Regions from separate parts of the Pan troglodytes genome. Here all the other regions are linked to region 3. A link is a contact called in public HiChIP or PLAC-seq data. All regions are on one chromosome and are shown on one strand. Each heading gives the region's core, a stretch centred on a gene start, on an enhancer-like site or on the middle of the called end of the contact. The rest is flanking DNA. Distances are from core to core; before and after follow the strand shown.

Region 1 (5,001 bases), core at 763-3,262, 650 kb after region 3:
CATCTGTGTAATTGACCAGGCTATTTTAAACTAGCACTCAACATTTTAAATGAAACAGATTTGTTCCCAAACTATTTCAATACTTCATTCTCAGTATGTAAAAGAGTCACATTTATCATTTTATTCTATTATAAATCTTAGATTTAACCTTTCCCCCCAATTTAAATTTCAAAATTCAATTTTAAGGAGTTCATTGGGAGGAAATTTATCCTTAAAAAGACTTAAGCCCTAGAGTCTCCTTTAAAACAAAAAATTTAAATTTTTGCCCTCTTTTAAACAGTAAGGCATTTTTTATAGGTAGCTGACTTAGGGTGCAAATAAAAACACACGCATCCGAAGGGTGGATCCCAATATTAAAACATGGCAGGCCGGGCGCAGTGGCTCACACCTGTAATCCCAGCACTTTGGGAGGCCGAGGCGGGCGGATCACGAGGTCAGGAGTTCAAGACCAGCCTCACCAACATGGTGAAACCCCGTCTGTACTAAAAATACAAGAATTAGCTGGGCTTGGGGGCGCTCGCTGTAATCCCAGTTACTCAGGAGGCTGAGGCAGGAGAATTCCTTGAACCCGGGAGGCGGAGGTTACAGTTAGCCGAGATGGCGCCACTGCAATCCAGCCTGGGCTACAGCGAGACTCTGTCTCAGCAAAACAAAACACGGCATTTGGACTTCCTTATTGTAGCTCGTTCTCTCTCCCCTTCACTCTCTCTCTCTCTCCCCTCCCTCAGCACTTTCACCTCCATTTCTGTGCCAAAGATGTACTACAATTTTTTTTTTTTTGAGACGGAGTCTCACTGTGTCGCCCACGCTGTAGTGCAGTGGCGCGAACACTGCAACCTCTGCCTCCCGGTTTCAAGCGATTCTCCTGCCTCAGCCTCCTGAGTAACTGGGATTACAGGGGCGCGCCACCAAAGCCGACTAATTTTTGTATTTTTAGTAGAGACGGGGTTTCACCATGTTGGTGAGGCTGGTCTCGAACTCTTGACCTCGTGAGCCACCCGCCTCGGCCTCCCAAAGTGTTGGGATTACAGGCGTGGGCCACCGCGCCCAGCCGATGTACTGCATTTTTAATCTCTCCAGAATAGAATGGATTAGAAATTTAAACTCTGTAAACTCATTGAATGTTTGGAAGCCTATTAGTCCCTGGCACCACTAGAAACTTTAAAAACTCAGTAAATGTTTGCTAAATTAAGGTTATAGGCTATGAAGCCTATCAGTTTTCACAAAACAGGCAAACCCGTAGTTTAAAAGATTTAAATTGTGTAAAAGCAAAGTATCACCTTATGAACAAGTACATTCACTCAAGAAGAAATCAGGTAGTTTGGGCTTTAAGAGGTGGGGCCGAGGACCAAGTGTAAGTTCCGGTGCTCAAACCTGAGCGGCCGACTACAAATCCCAGAGTGCCTCGCGGGCGCCGTCTCCACGGCACTTGGGTTTCAGGGCCATGGAATCGCAAGCCCTTTTCGCACTGCATTATGGGATCTGTAGTGAGACATGCCTTGCGTTGGCTCTTTCCTCCTGCTGGGCACCAAAGCGCGTCTTTTCCTCAATCTCCAGTCTGTCTGTGCTCTCAAAAACTTTAGTTGTTATAACAACTGTGACTGTTGAGAAATTTCACTGTTTTCCCGCATTCCTGGCGCGGGACTCTAGCCAGAGGCTCCGAGGACTTTGTAGCGACTGTCCCAAACGTCCAGTTCGATGCTTCTCAGGGCGGCTTGCTTTAAGGGCCCACCCCTAAATTTGGGTTGTAAAAATTTTTGAGGTAATGCTTGTTCAAGTTCGCTTAAGTGTTCACTCAGCCCAACACGCGGGTTGGGCTTGAGGTTCGGCACCCGGGCAGCCTCACCCCCCGCGTCAGGCGCGCGTACACAGTAGGTCCGCGACCCTTAGCCCTCCACTAGGCAGCCCGCGGGGATGGGTGGCCGGGCCGCGCACACGGGCAGCACCGGCACTGCGCATGCTCGGCGCGTCGGCGCAGATTTCCGCAGCTGAGGGGGCAGCTACGCGGCGGCGTCCGGGGTCTCCAGTAGGGCTGACGCTCCGGTGCTCGCACAATCCCCCGCCTCGGCTGGCAACGGGCGTCCCTCCACTCCCCGAGTCCCCGGCAGCCGCCGCCACCCCAGCGCGCCCCGATCTGGCCCCCTGCCCCGCGAAGATGGCTGCCGTACGCCGGGCCCGCAGTTATTGCCGCTGCCTGGTGCGCTTCTCCGACCGAGAACTCTGCTAAGCTCCGCTGCAGAGACAGGCAGGAGTAGACACCCGGACACCCAGCACCCCTCCTCCGGGGGGCGGTGCAGAGGGGGCACGGAGAGCCCCTCGAGCGCAGCAGGCCGCCCCGCCAGCATGGTAACCTGGCCAGGGGGCTCGAGGGTGGACGCCGCGGGGCGGGAGCGTGGTGTGCAGAGGGGCCGGGCCTAGGGCTGGGGGTCGGCGGGGACTCTGGGAGGAGTGGGAGCTTCACGGCTGCCACCCGTTAGAGGGCCCTGGCCTGAGAAGGAGTGCGTCGGGGGGCGGGGGTGCCAACCCTGGCTTCTCCCCAGGATTCCTTCCTGCTGAGCCTCCCCAACCCCCGCCGAGCTCGATGTGAGGAGGAGGGTTTGCAGGACAGCCGGGGAAAATGTCCCTTTTCGGCTCACTGAGTATATTGAACCGGTCTCGGTCCTCTCGAGGGATTTTATCAGAAGCATTGAGCATAGATTGAGGTAAGCTGTCACAGCGCCTGAATTCGGGAGGGAGCTCTGGCAAGAGGAGACACTTGTTGATTGCTCTTCTGCCGAAAAACCAGGCCCACCGACAGGCCCTGCCGGCACCTTGAGGAGCCCTGGGTGTAGGACGCATCTGCCCCGCGAGGCGTCATTCCCTGGGTAGGATGTTGGCAGGCGGTCCTGGCGGAGTGGGGTTGGAGGGTTCGTCTCCGCGGCGTCGGTGCCGTCCAAATGAGAGACTGAGCTAAGTTGCAGAGCTTGACAGTGAAGATTCCATGAGACTGTTCCATATTGGAATACGTAGTCTCTGCCCTATGCCTTTCTTTGGTTTAGAATAAATTGTTCATCTGAGAAACTAATCTCTGGCTGGGGCTTAAAGAATCAGGGATGCAGTAATTCCAAACGATTTAATTTATAGTGGACTCAAATATTTATTGCATAAATGAATGGCTGAATTTATTTTTATTAAATTAATCTGGAGGATAGAAAAGGCAATTGCCCCTGCCCCTAAACTTTCAGAAGTAGTTCTCTGACCGGGATTAAGTACTTAGCCTTTATAATTTATTAATCGCACCTGTGAAACAGGAGTAACATGATGAAGACATGGACTACTCATACACGTGAGCTATTCAAGTGAAGGTGATATTTAGGTCAAACTCGATTATGAAAAATAAAAGGAAAACCTCCAGGTGGCATCTGAGGCCCTACTTATTTCAAGTAGTAGTTGAATTGACCAAATGTCAACTCAGCCGATCCCAGATATAATAGTTTGTTTTTGTGATCATACTGTCAAAATCAAAGTAAGAATGGTTTAGAGCTCCACTGTAACACAGGGGAGAAGAAAGATGCTGTCTATATTACACTTCTCCCATTTCCTTTCCTCATCCTTCAGATACACATTATCCAGATGGCATTTTATTTGTCGATTCAGCCAATATTTTTGAGTACCTATTAGCCTGGCATAGTGTGAGACTCTGGTACAATACTAGATCTTCAATATAACCAAACCTGCAAGGTGATTTATGATAAACTTTTAATCACAGAATGTCACATGAAAAGGGACCTCAGTAGATCACCATACCTCTTTATAGATGTCCCATAGACATGACAGCTGAGGCCTAGACAGGCCTTTACTACAAATCAAGCAATGTGTTTGACCTTATGGTTACAGAGGTAACTGAGATGTGTTCCTGTCCTGGATGCCTTAAATCTAGTAAATGAAACAGCCAACCTCAGTACAAATGTTGTGATAAAAGTAAGCACAAGTGTTATGGGAACACAAAAATGTTGAAAAATGCTTCTGACTAAGATGAACCCTGAGCTGAATCTTGAAGAATGAGTAGAAATAGCTAAGTGAGGAAGAAGGCATTCCAGATAGAGCAAGCAGCGTATGCAAGCCAACTGGACAGAGCAGGGGAAGCTCTTGAAGTCAGTTTAGAATGACTGCTAGGCAAGAGTTAGAAAACTAAATTACAAAGGATACCCCACAGAACTCAGGTCCCCTCGCATTACCTGTACTTAGAGTTTGCAATAATAAAGCAGACTCTTGAGAAGAGAGAGAAATACACTTCTCAGTGGGATTTATACGCTCAGTCTTTCATTACATATTTTCCTACTAATGGTGTTCTTAGTAGGAAAAGCTCCCAACTTAAAGAAACTAAAAAATAATGTACTTGACAATACATTAATCCTTAAATTTTCCATTTTTCTAGAAATTCATCTGAGTTCTTGATCTCATTTATTTCTTCACAGATGTGTGCTTTACAGTGTGCCCAGCATTTTACCATATACTAACTGGTTCAAGTCTGAAAGGCACCTCTGCTTTGAGTCTGCTTGCCAGAGATAAGATAGGAGGCAAGGCTAATTTATGTTCTGTAATATAGTGCAAGTATATCTGGTAGCTGTGTTAAAGATGTGTGTTAATATAAACATTACCCTCCCCCCACGCCACCCTGAAATAACATATGACTAAAATTTGCAATTGTAAAACTTACCATCTTTGGAACCAGTAAAATTAAGTGGGTTTTATTATTATCTAGCTTACCTTGAAGGCCATTTCCCTGATTGCCACATTTTTTTACAGTAAGTGTTGAGCAAGTTTCATTTGCTAATAAATCTATTAGCTAACAGACTGAACTGAGGCAACATGCCATTTTCACTGGAAGGTAGGATTTAGTTTAATTTAGCAAACATTTATTGAGAATAAAAGGATAAAATTAAAGTCATCTGATTGAAACCTTTATTAAGCTCCAAGTCACACACAGTAATTCCAGTCTAGCTTTATTCCACTGAAGCC
Region 2 (4,778 bases), core at 841-3,340, 580 kb after region 3:
TAAATTTGTAAAAAATGAAGAGGAAACTTACAGGTTTTTAAAACACCGAAAGAAACATAACCATTTTAAATGTAATGCGTAGACCAATGTCTAGATCCAAACTAAAACAAACTATAAAAACAAACAAACAAACAAAATGCCTGTTTGAGACAATCAGACTGAAGGTTAGATGACAAAGAATTGCTAATTTTGTTGGATGTGATAATAATATTGCTACATTTTAAAATCCTCATCTGTTAGAGGAAAATGTTGAGGAACTCCCAGATGAAATGTTATGATGTTTGGATTTTGCTTTAAAATACTCCCACAAAACAAGGGGAGGGAGGTGATAGATGAAACAAGATTAGCATACAGCTGATGATTGCTGAAGTCGGGTGATGAGTACATGGAATTCATGGCAATGTTCTCTCTACATTTATAGGTATTTGAAAATTTCCATAATAAGAAGCTAAAAGAACAGAACGAAAACAAAAACAGACACACACACATATGTAAGCAAGATACCAAGGCTGCCAGTTTGAAGCCACTGAAGAAAACAAGAAATTTACCCTGAGAATGCATAATTAATAAGAGCTCAGAGTAACTGACAATTTTCAGGTAAATTTCCTTTCTTCTTATTAATAAATATTCATTGGTGCTAGATCAGAAGCCAATAATTAAGTAAAAGTCAAAAGGAAAATAGAATTCCATCAACTACGTTCTAATTATAAAGAAAAATCCCTTCAGGGATGGTATCTGACTCAGTGAAGCGTGCCTGTGATTTTGGTGGACGAGAACTAGAACTGAACGGTGCTTCAAAACGTATTTTTCTTTCAAAGGTCTCAAAAGCTGTATGACAAATCCGTGAAGAAACAGCATATAAGGTACCTCGACTCCGGCGGCAGCTAAAACCCATCTCACGGACTCCATCCGGCCTCTTCCGTTGGGATAGTGGAGCTTGGGCCTTGCTGCCATGATAGCTTTTCAGGCTTTCTGAAATACAAATGCAGCAGCTCGTCGCAGACCAACAGCCCCAATTTCGCGTCTTCAACCCAGTGCTCAGGGGCGAAATGAATATTCAGGATTTTGGCACGGGAAACTGTTCTTTATTTTTGTTGCTGCATTTGCCCTCACTCAAGAAAAAAAATACCACCATTTTAAAACACGGAGAAAAAAACCTTGGCTTTTATATGATTTCTATTTATGACTTCTTATCCTGGATCTTGGGAAGCTGGGGCCATTTGTTGTAAAAACATATGTGCTAGCAGTACGGGATTTCACAAATTCAGAATATTATATATTTTGACCTCGAGAATCTCAGATTTTCCAAATTCAGCTTGGGGATAGGGGGTGGCAGGCGTTGAAGAGGGTAGCGAAGGAAAATCGCACAGCCACTGGAAGCTCTTCAAGTATTCATGCTTTTACATACATCATCATATTTTATTATCACGGCAACTGGAAGGTGAACAGGCCGAGTACTACTACTGTCTGCAAAATGTGCGTCCACCGTCACGCATGCGGTGGCTGCCCCCCCCGGGTCCCGCGTGTCCACCACCCCTACTGGGAGATGAGCCCCCGGCCTTGTAAAACGAGCCGGGGGCCAGGGCTTGGCCATCTGAGATCGCACTCTCCCATGCTCGTCTTCCCCGCTCAGCCCACGCAGGGGCGTAGCGGCAGCCCAGCCAGGCCCGGGGACGATCCGAGCCCACCTTCCACCAATGCATTCAGACTCCGCAGAAGGGGTTTAAAAAAAAAATATGCACACTGAGCCAAGAAGGACCCCAGCTCCAGCCAAGGGGCCCACCTCTGCCCAGACTGGATGGAGCAGGAGGACAAAGGACAAGAGGAAAAAAAGACAAGAGAAGGACTGAACTGGGGGAGTGAGGGAAGAATGCGAGAGTGAGACTCAGAGAGTAAAGGGGAGGGAAAAAAAAGAAGAGAGAAAGGGCGAGGAAGGGGGCGACCGCAGGAGGGAGACAGACCTGGAGTCCACTCGGAGGCCTGGAGCCGCACAAAGCGCAAGGTCAGCGGTCCCGGCTGGGTGAGACCAGCAGGCGGCTCTAGCGCGCGGGAGCTGGGCGAGGCTCCGGGACGACCTCACCAATGGACACTGCAGTATTTAGCATGCCCCACCCATCTGCAAGGCATTCTGGATAGTGTCAAAACAGCCGGAAATCAAGTCCGTTTATCTCAAACTTTAGCATTTTGGGAATAAATGATATTTGCTATACTGGTTAAATTCGATTTTAGTTAAAATTTCCTGCTGAAGCTCTAGTACGATAAACAACTTGACCTAACTGTAAAGTTGAGATTTCCTTCAGGTTTATATAGCTTGTGCGCCGCCTGAGTACCTCGGATGTGAGGGCGATCTGGCTGCGACATCTGTCACCCCATTGATCGCCAGGGTTGATTCGGCTGATCTGGCTGGCTAGGCGGGTGTCCCCTTCCTCCCTCACCGCTCCATGTGCGTCCCTCCCGAAGCTGCGCGCTCGGTCGAAGAGGACGACCATCCCCGATAGAGGAGGACCGGTCTTCGGTCAAGGGTATACGAGTAGCTGCGCTCCCCTGCTAGAACCTCCAAACAAGCTCTCAAGGTCCATTTGTAGGAGAACGTAGGGTAGTCAAGCTTCCAAGACTCCAGACACATCCAAATGAGGCGCTGCATGTGGCAGTTTGCCTTTCTTTTGACCCATTATCCATCTAAGTTAGATGCTTTTTTTAATGTTTTTTTAATTTTTAAATTTTTAATTTTTTTCATTATTTATTTATTTTTTATTTTTGAGACGGATCTCGGCTCACTGTAACCTCCACCTCCCGGGTTCAAGCGATTCTCCTGACTCAGCCTCCCGAGTAGCTGGGATTACAGGCGCGCGCCACCATGCCCGGCTAATTTTTCTATTTTTAGTAAAGACGGGGTATCGCCATGTTGACCAGGGTGGTCTTGAACTCCTGACGTCAGGTGATCCTCCTGCCTCGTGCTGGGATTGCAGGCGTGAGCCACCGCTCCCGGCCCTTAGATGCTTTTTAATCAGCAAGTACGCAATGCTTTCCTGACAGGAATGTCAAGTCCGTCAGGAAATCCACATAAGGGTGTTAAGTAGGCAAAGTACCACATACAGATTAAAATCAAAAGCACTGTCAACCCTTATTTAATTTATACAGTAGACCCTAACTTTTCTAATTTTGTGTATACATGTATATACATGTATACATACATACATATTTTCTTCTTTCTTTCTTCATCTCAGTGGGACATCTTGAGATTTCTCTTCATTTTGTACATTTTAGAGACAAGTGCTCTATAGTCACGGTCTCAAGTCAGCACCTGTTTGGAAGGGGGTCTTTGGAGTTGGGGGTGGTGCTAAAAGAATAATTTGGCTGGCAAGTTAGTTAAAACATTAAAAATATATTAAAACTATCAGGGCTATATTATGGAACAATTGCAAAATTCACATAGATTTCAAAGTTTGAAATATATGCCTTCGAAAATAAATTTTGTTTTTAGAGGCAGCTTCTGCTATTTCTCAGGCTATAGATGTTGTTATTTTCTTCACCCACGGGGGCGCTCGAGAGTACCTTGCTTGACAAGCCTGGGTGCTGAACAATTGCAGCAGCTAACACGATCAGATTTTATTTTCAGTAGGTTTCTCTGGCCAAAGTGAGGCGAATGAATTGGGGTAGTAGGGGTAGAGAAAGAAACCTCTTGTGTCTGTGTAAATTAAAGTAGCACCATGAGTTTGAAGAATATGAGTAAGAAAAGGTGAAATACTAAGGAGGTAGGTGGTAAAGCATTTACTAATCAGATCAAAGGGAAGGGAGGAGGAAGAAAAGTCTAGAATGATGCCCTGTCCAACACACACACACACACACACACACACACACACACACACACGCACACACACACACTTCTTGTCTTTTTTTTAATAACATGTATTGTCATCTAACAGGACATTTTTTATTTATTTGTCTGTAGATTCCTAGAATGTAAATTCCACGAGATCGAGGATTTTTGCGCTTTTGGTTTTCCTTTTGTACATCCTGGTTAGTATAGAGTAGGTATTCAGAGAACACTTGTTGAATGAATGAATGAGCAATGCTTTGGTTTCTAGTTCCATAAAGAGCGGAGAAGGAAGACAAAGTTTGGGGAAAATGGGTTGACTTGTCTTTTGTTGCTATGAACCATCCAGCTGGAAATGCCCACTAGACAGTTGAAAAAGCCATTGAGGGCTGGGCGCAGTGGCTCACGCCTGTAATCCCAGCACTTTGAGAGGCTGAGGCGGGCGGATCACCTGAGGTCAGGAGTTCAAGACCAGCGTGGCCAACATGGTGAAACCCTGTTTTTACTAAAAATACAAAATTAGCCGGGCGTGGTGGCCTGTTCCTGTAGTCCCAGCTATTCAGGAGGCTGAGGCGGGAGAATCGCTTGAACCTGGAAGGCGGAGGTTGCAGTGAGCCGTGATCACGCCCCTGCAGTACAAGCTGGGCGAGAAAGTAAGACTCCCTATAAAAAAAAAAAAAAACAAAAAGACAAAAACCAACCCAGTGAGGACTCAGTAGAGAGAACTGAAATCGGTTGAATTGGTGGCAAAAGAATGAGCTCATCCAGAGAAGGTATGCAGGGTAAGAAGAGAGGTAAGTCAAGGACCACTGGGCACCCCAAAAGTCAGAAAAGTCGTTTTCAAAAAAGACTTAACAGTGTATATCCAATCATATTTCCAGTTCTGATTTAACAGCAATTACTCAGTTTAACAGGAGTAGGAAGCCATATTTTCCAGCCTTGCTGAAAGTGGTCATTCTTT
Region 3 (4,753 bases), core at 1,602-4,101:
GAGGATCCAGGTACCTTTCTGAAGCCCTGCCTTTCCTCCCGCCCCACTTCTTTACAGACTTGTCCCTGTGCCTTTTAACACTAATGCAGTACGTCTGACTTCCCCTCCTCAGAGATGATAGCATTTTTAGGAGGCCATAGACCAACAGAAGTTGTCTTCATGCATTTCTGGGGTCCGAAAGTAGTTAAAACACACCCCTTAGCCATTTAACTGGTGTGCTTTTCTGGAGAGAAAGGCATGAGCAGAGGGCACTCCTCAAATAGAAACAGATGCGATAATGGACAATAGGCTTAGGCATGACTCAGCCTTTCCAGCTCCACACGCTCCTTCCCTACCCAACCCAGGAATATAGATCCAAGTGCAACCATGCACTTAGTCAAGAAGGGCTCTTCAAAGTGTGTCCTAATGCCATGAAATTTACTTTTAATAAGAGAGTGGGTAGGGAGGGATCATGGAACTTCTAACAGTTTAAGGTTATCATGAAGAGTCAGCAAAAATTACAGTAACCAGTGATTCTGGGTAATCAGCGTCAATGAGGTGGAGAGAAGTGGGAGAGGTGCCTTATCTTTGAAAGGTTAAACTTGCCATCTTTTTTTTTTTTTTCCTTTTTTTGAGACGGAGTTTTGCTCTTGTTGCCCAGGCCGGAGTGCAATGGCGCGATCTTGGCTCACTGCAACCTCTACCTCCCGGGTTCAAGCGATTCTCGTGCCTCAGCCTCCCAAGTAGCTGGGATTACAGGCATGCGCCCCCATGCCCAGCTAATTTTGTATTTTTAGTAGAGGTGGGGTTTCACTATGTTGTCCAGGCTGGTCTCAAACTCTGACCTCAGGCGATCCACCCGCCTCGGCCTCCCAAAGTGCTGGGATTACAGGCGTGAGCCACCGCACCCAGCAAACTTGCCATCTTGACATATTCCTCCAGTGACTGGCATCCATCCTCAGTTGGTGTCTAAGGTATAATACAACGGACAGGTACTTTAAAAGTTTTCAGTAACTTCCACAATGCTAACCAATGTTTGAGGAATATGATTACATTTATTTTTTAAAAAAATAAGCAAGTTTTGTAAAAAGCACCAAAGGCAAAAAAACTTCATTGAAGTTTTTAAAAAATGTATTAAACTGCTGCATTAAGGTAATGTACTTACAGAAAAAGAAAAAGAGGTTTAAAAAAGGACAAGAACAGGAAACAGATGTAGTAAGGGGAGAAGAGTTAGAAAAGAAACTCTCTGGGCAGGGTATGGTAAGCAGGCATCAATAACTGCCTCAGGTGCCACTTAATGCATTCATGTCCTGGGCCTCCTGAGCGTCACACAAATTAGTGAAACCCATCAGGGGGATTTGCTCTGACAAGCAGCAATAAAAGTAAAGCTGCTGTCTGTATTGGCAGTAAACTACCTGTGACACTGAGATATGCCTTCTGTGTCTGGCTTATTACTCTATCATGTTCCTAAACTGGCTTGTCACAAACGCCTGTTACAAAAATCAGATTCCTGGCCTCCATGTCAGACCTAATGAATCCAAATCTCTCGGCACGTGGCTTTTGATTACTTTTTATTTTTAAGCTCCTCAGCAATGATGGATAGCTTTCTTCCCCCCACCAAAAAAATGTTTCAGGAATAGGATTATGTTTCTTTTAAGAAAAAATAATTTAAGCAAGTTTTGTAAAAAGCATCAAAGGCTATACCTATGATGCTGACAATATTTCACCTCACTTATCTGCTTCTTTCCCAAGACTTAGTCTTTCTCTTTGAAGGAGCTGTGTTCCTCCTAGTGGTTCTGATCTTTTTCATTGCAGCTGCAGGTACAAACGAGGGATTGAGGTGACCACCCTTCAACCTGCAGCTCTTCAGTCAACAAAAATCAAGTACCTATCAGAGTGCACCCTGCCCTGCAGCACATATTCAAGGCTTTCCCTACAAGAACGAAGGTGTTTAACCGAAGGGATTGATGGTAGAATAAAGAGAGCTGGGCGCGGTGGCTCATGCCTGTAATCCCAGCACTTTGGGAGGCGAGGTGGGCGGATCGCTTGACCCCAGGAATTCGAGACCAGCTTGGACAACATAGTGGGACACTATCTCTACGGAAGGAGGGAAGTAGGGAAGGAAGGAAGGAAGGAAGCAAGGAGGGAAGGAGGGACGGAGGGAAGGAAGGAAGGAAAAAGAAAGAAAAGAAAGGAAAGAAAGAAAGAAAGAAAGAGAAAGATTGATTTTAAAAAAAAGTTAAAAGGGGAAAAATACAATGTGGCAGTGGGAGAATTAAGGATGAGATGATTGCATTAGTTCATTGACCATCCCTGAGCAACAGAAACACAATCATGGGTAATCCTCGGCCCCTACCTACAAGAAGCATGGGTCTAGTTTAGTAGCACTGCCAACTGGACCGACCATTTACACTTCTGTGTGAAATGGGGCAGAGCGGGGAGAAAAGAGTGCCTGAGCTCACAGCGTTGGCGGGGCGCAGTGAGGTCCGCCAGGACTAGGTGGAAGGAGAGAAGGAACGTCCCTCTCTGCAACTCATCTAAGGGCCTGCTCGGACCCCGGATCTCACAGCGAGAACTACCGCCTCGCTACACCCGCCTTTCCCCGCGCCACCCAACAGCTCCCACGTCTCATCCTCCGGGAGCGGGGCGGGGCGAAGCGGAAGAGGAGGGGCCGACACAACCACGCCCACTAGCCGCGCTCCAAGGCCGCGGCCCCCTTACCGCGAGAACGCGGAGTCCTGCGGATGGCGCACGCGCAAACCTCCTGTGACGCCTGCGCCTCCTGGCCCCGCCTTCCGCTCGTGGGAGTTCCGGATGTTTAGCGTTACCATGGAGCCTGGAGGTGCCCGCGAACGCTGCTCGTCGCCTGGGCAACCGGAGAGGACGAAGCAGGACCTAGGTGGCGGCGGTGGTACCGGCTGCAATGGTGTCCAATCCCGTGCATGGCTTGCCCTTTCTTCCGGGCACGTCCTTTAAGGACTCTACGGTGAGCAGTTATCTGCCAGACTCCCACCTGTCCCCACCTTCCAGCAGCCCAGGAGGTTTCCCCTCTCAGTGCACCTCCATTCCCCTCCACTCAAGTCTGTCTTCTCTCCAAACACGTCTTCTGTCCTGACCCTGTTCTTTATTCTGGGCCGAACTTCTGCCGTTCTTCCCTAGCCATCCTCATCCCCTCTCTCCGATCCTTTGCCCTCCGCCTCATCCCTCTCTAGTTTTTTCCCACTCCATCTTGGCAGTGTGTTGGCGCCTTCATTCTCATCCCGTTAGCCGCGTTCTTTCTTACGGCCCTGCTCCTCCAAGCCCCTGCCTCTTGTCCCTTTAGATCACTATTTCCCCCACCCTACTCCCAACCTATCTCTGGGCCCTCTCCCTAGCTCGTTCTCTCACATCATAACCTGTCTCCGTCCATCGCCGCCCTTAAACCCCCCCGCCACTATGCACCTTCATCCTCATTCCCACAGGTCCGTCATTCCCGCCCCACCTCTTCCTCTTCTGAATCCTGTACCCGGTAGTATCTCCCACTCCCAGCTCCATTTCCTGTTTTGTATGTATATCGATTCCGCTCCTCTTCTTTCCGCCAGGTCTTTTTCCTTTCTTCTTTATCTTGCATCCAACCCCATTCTTTTCTCTCCATCTTCTACATTTTCCACAATTTAGTCCCATCCTCTCCCCATTCTTTTCTTTCTCCATTGCGGGTTTTCCCCAAAACTTGCTCACCTTCCTCCCAAAGCATCTTTCCCTGCTTTGTAAGAGATATTCCTTTCCAGTTCCCTCAAGAATTGATTAGTTGCTGTTTATTCTTCCCCGGCTCTATTCTTTTTATTCTAACGTTTTTGTAAAAAGATTCCTGTTTAGATTTTGTTTTGCTCCTTCCCCAACCTTGTGTTTTTATTTGCATTTTCTAGACAAAATTTTTTAAAAAGTAGCAGCAGCTTGGATTCTTTTTTTTTTTTTAAACTCTTGCCACAGTTTAGCTCTTAAAATTATTTGGTTTGTTTTAATTCTGACGGGGCTACTGAAATGTATGTGCTGAAAAATCAATAATGAGATTCAGTAGACTGATCATCACAGATGAGCTAACAGTAGTTTATGTTTATATAGTTTAATACTTTAAACTCTTGCCTTCCTCTCCAGCTTCACAAAGTTAAAATATTTTGTCAATTTATTTTCTTCGGAAGAATCAATTTAGAATGAAATCGAAAGTTTGGTGAGAGAATTTGTATTCTGAATCTCTGTAATTATCCCTGCATTAAGACACAACATCATAGATTTTTAGTTTCAGTGGACTTTTCAGTTTTATGTAATTTAGAAAATGTTGTAGGCACTTGCCTGCCCTATACAGGATGAGCTTAAGCTTTTGGTGTTGGTGAGTGTAGACAGGGCTGAGTTGATACAGGGAATTACAGAGGTGTGGATGGAAGTGCAAAGCTCTAAAAACATATTGCTGTATTACAAGTAAGAAGAACTGTGCATTGGACGTATTTCAGATTTTAAATACACTGGCCAAGTGTCAACCAATTTGCCCTATTTGAAATTTGAAAAGCATCGTCAGTATATCTTCAGCAGTGAAGGACTGAATATGTATTAATGTAATTCTAAAGACATGCAGATAAGAAGTTAAAAAAATTTTAAAGGGGAGTGGGAAAACGATTTAAAAAAAAGACACACAGAAGGTGAACCATAATGGACAAGAGGGGTGGAAAGGGCCGAGGTTGCCTTGCCTGGGGTGCCTGTGAGTTATGGCTGAATGATGGTAGAGACATTTGTCTAAAAC

The links. HiChIP or PLAC-seq counts read pairs in DNA pulled down with a chosen protein or histone mark.
Region 1: an H3K4me3 HiChIP or PLAC-seq map of stem cell-derived excitatory neurons shows a contact between it and region 3, with 17 times the contacts expected there. The contact joins the promoter of FBXO9 here to the promoter of EFHC1 in region 3. A contact is called at or near these places in 1 of 7 Hi-C or Micro-C datasets (stem cell-derived neural progenitor cells) and 1 of 1 datasets of contacts at active chromatin or transcription factors (stem cell-derived excitatory neurons).
Region 2: an H3K4me3 HiChIP or PLAC-seq map of stem cell-derived excitatory neurons shows a contact between it and region 3, with 7 times the contacts expected there. The contact joins the promoter of GSTA4 here to the promoter of EFHC1 in region 3. A contact is called at or near these places in 1 of 7 Hi-C or Micro-C datasets (stem cell-derived neural progenitor cells) and 1 of 1 datasets of contacts at active chromatin or transcription factors (stem cell-derived excitatory neurons).

Annotation. Positions count from the first base shown.
Region 1 is chr5:58,923,091-58,928,091 of NHGRI_mPanTro3-v2.0_pri, forward strand. It overlaps FBXO9 (F-box protein 9), which reads left to right and starts at 2,013. Exons shown (of 13, transcript NM_001160295.3): 1 at 2,013-2,346. The coding sequence starts at 2,344.
Region 2 is chr5:58,852,675-58,857,452 of NHGRI_mPanTro3-v2.0_pri, forward strand. It overlaps GSTA4 (glutathione S-transferase alpha 4), which reads right to left and starts at 2,091. Exons shown (of 7, transcript XM_518543.6): 1 at 1,962-2,091; 2 at 868-972. The coding sequence starts at 954.
Region 3 is chr5:58,275,062-58,279,814 of NHGRI_mPanTro3-v2.0_pri, forward strand. EFHC1 (EF-hand domain containing 1) reads left to right here and starts at 2,852. Exons shown (of 11, transcript NM_001280343.1): 1 at 2,852-2,965. The coding sequence starts at 2,903.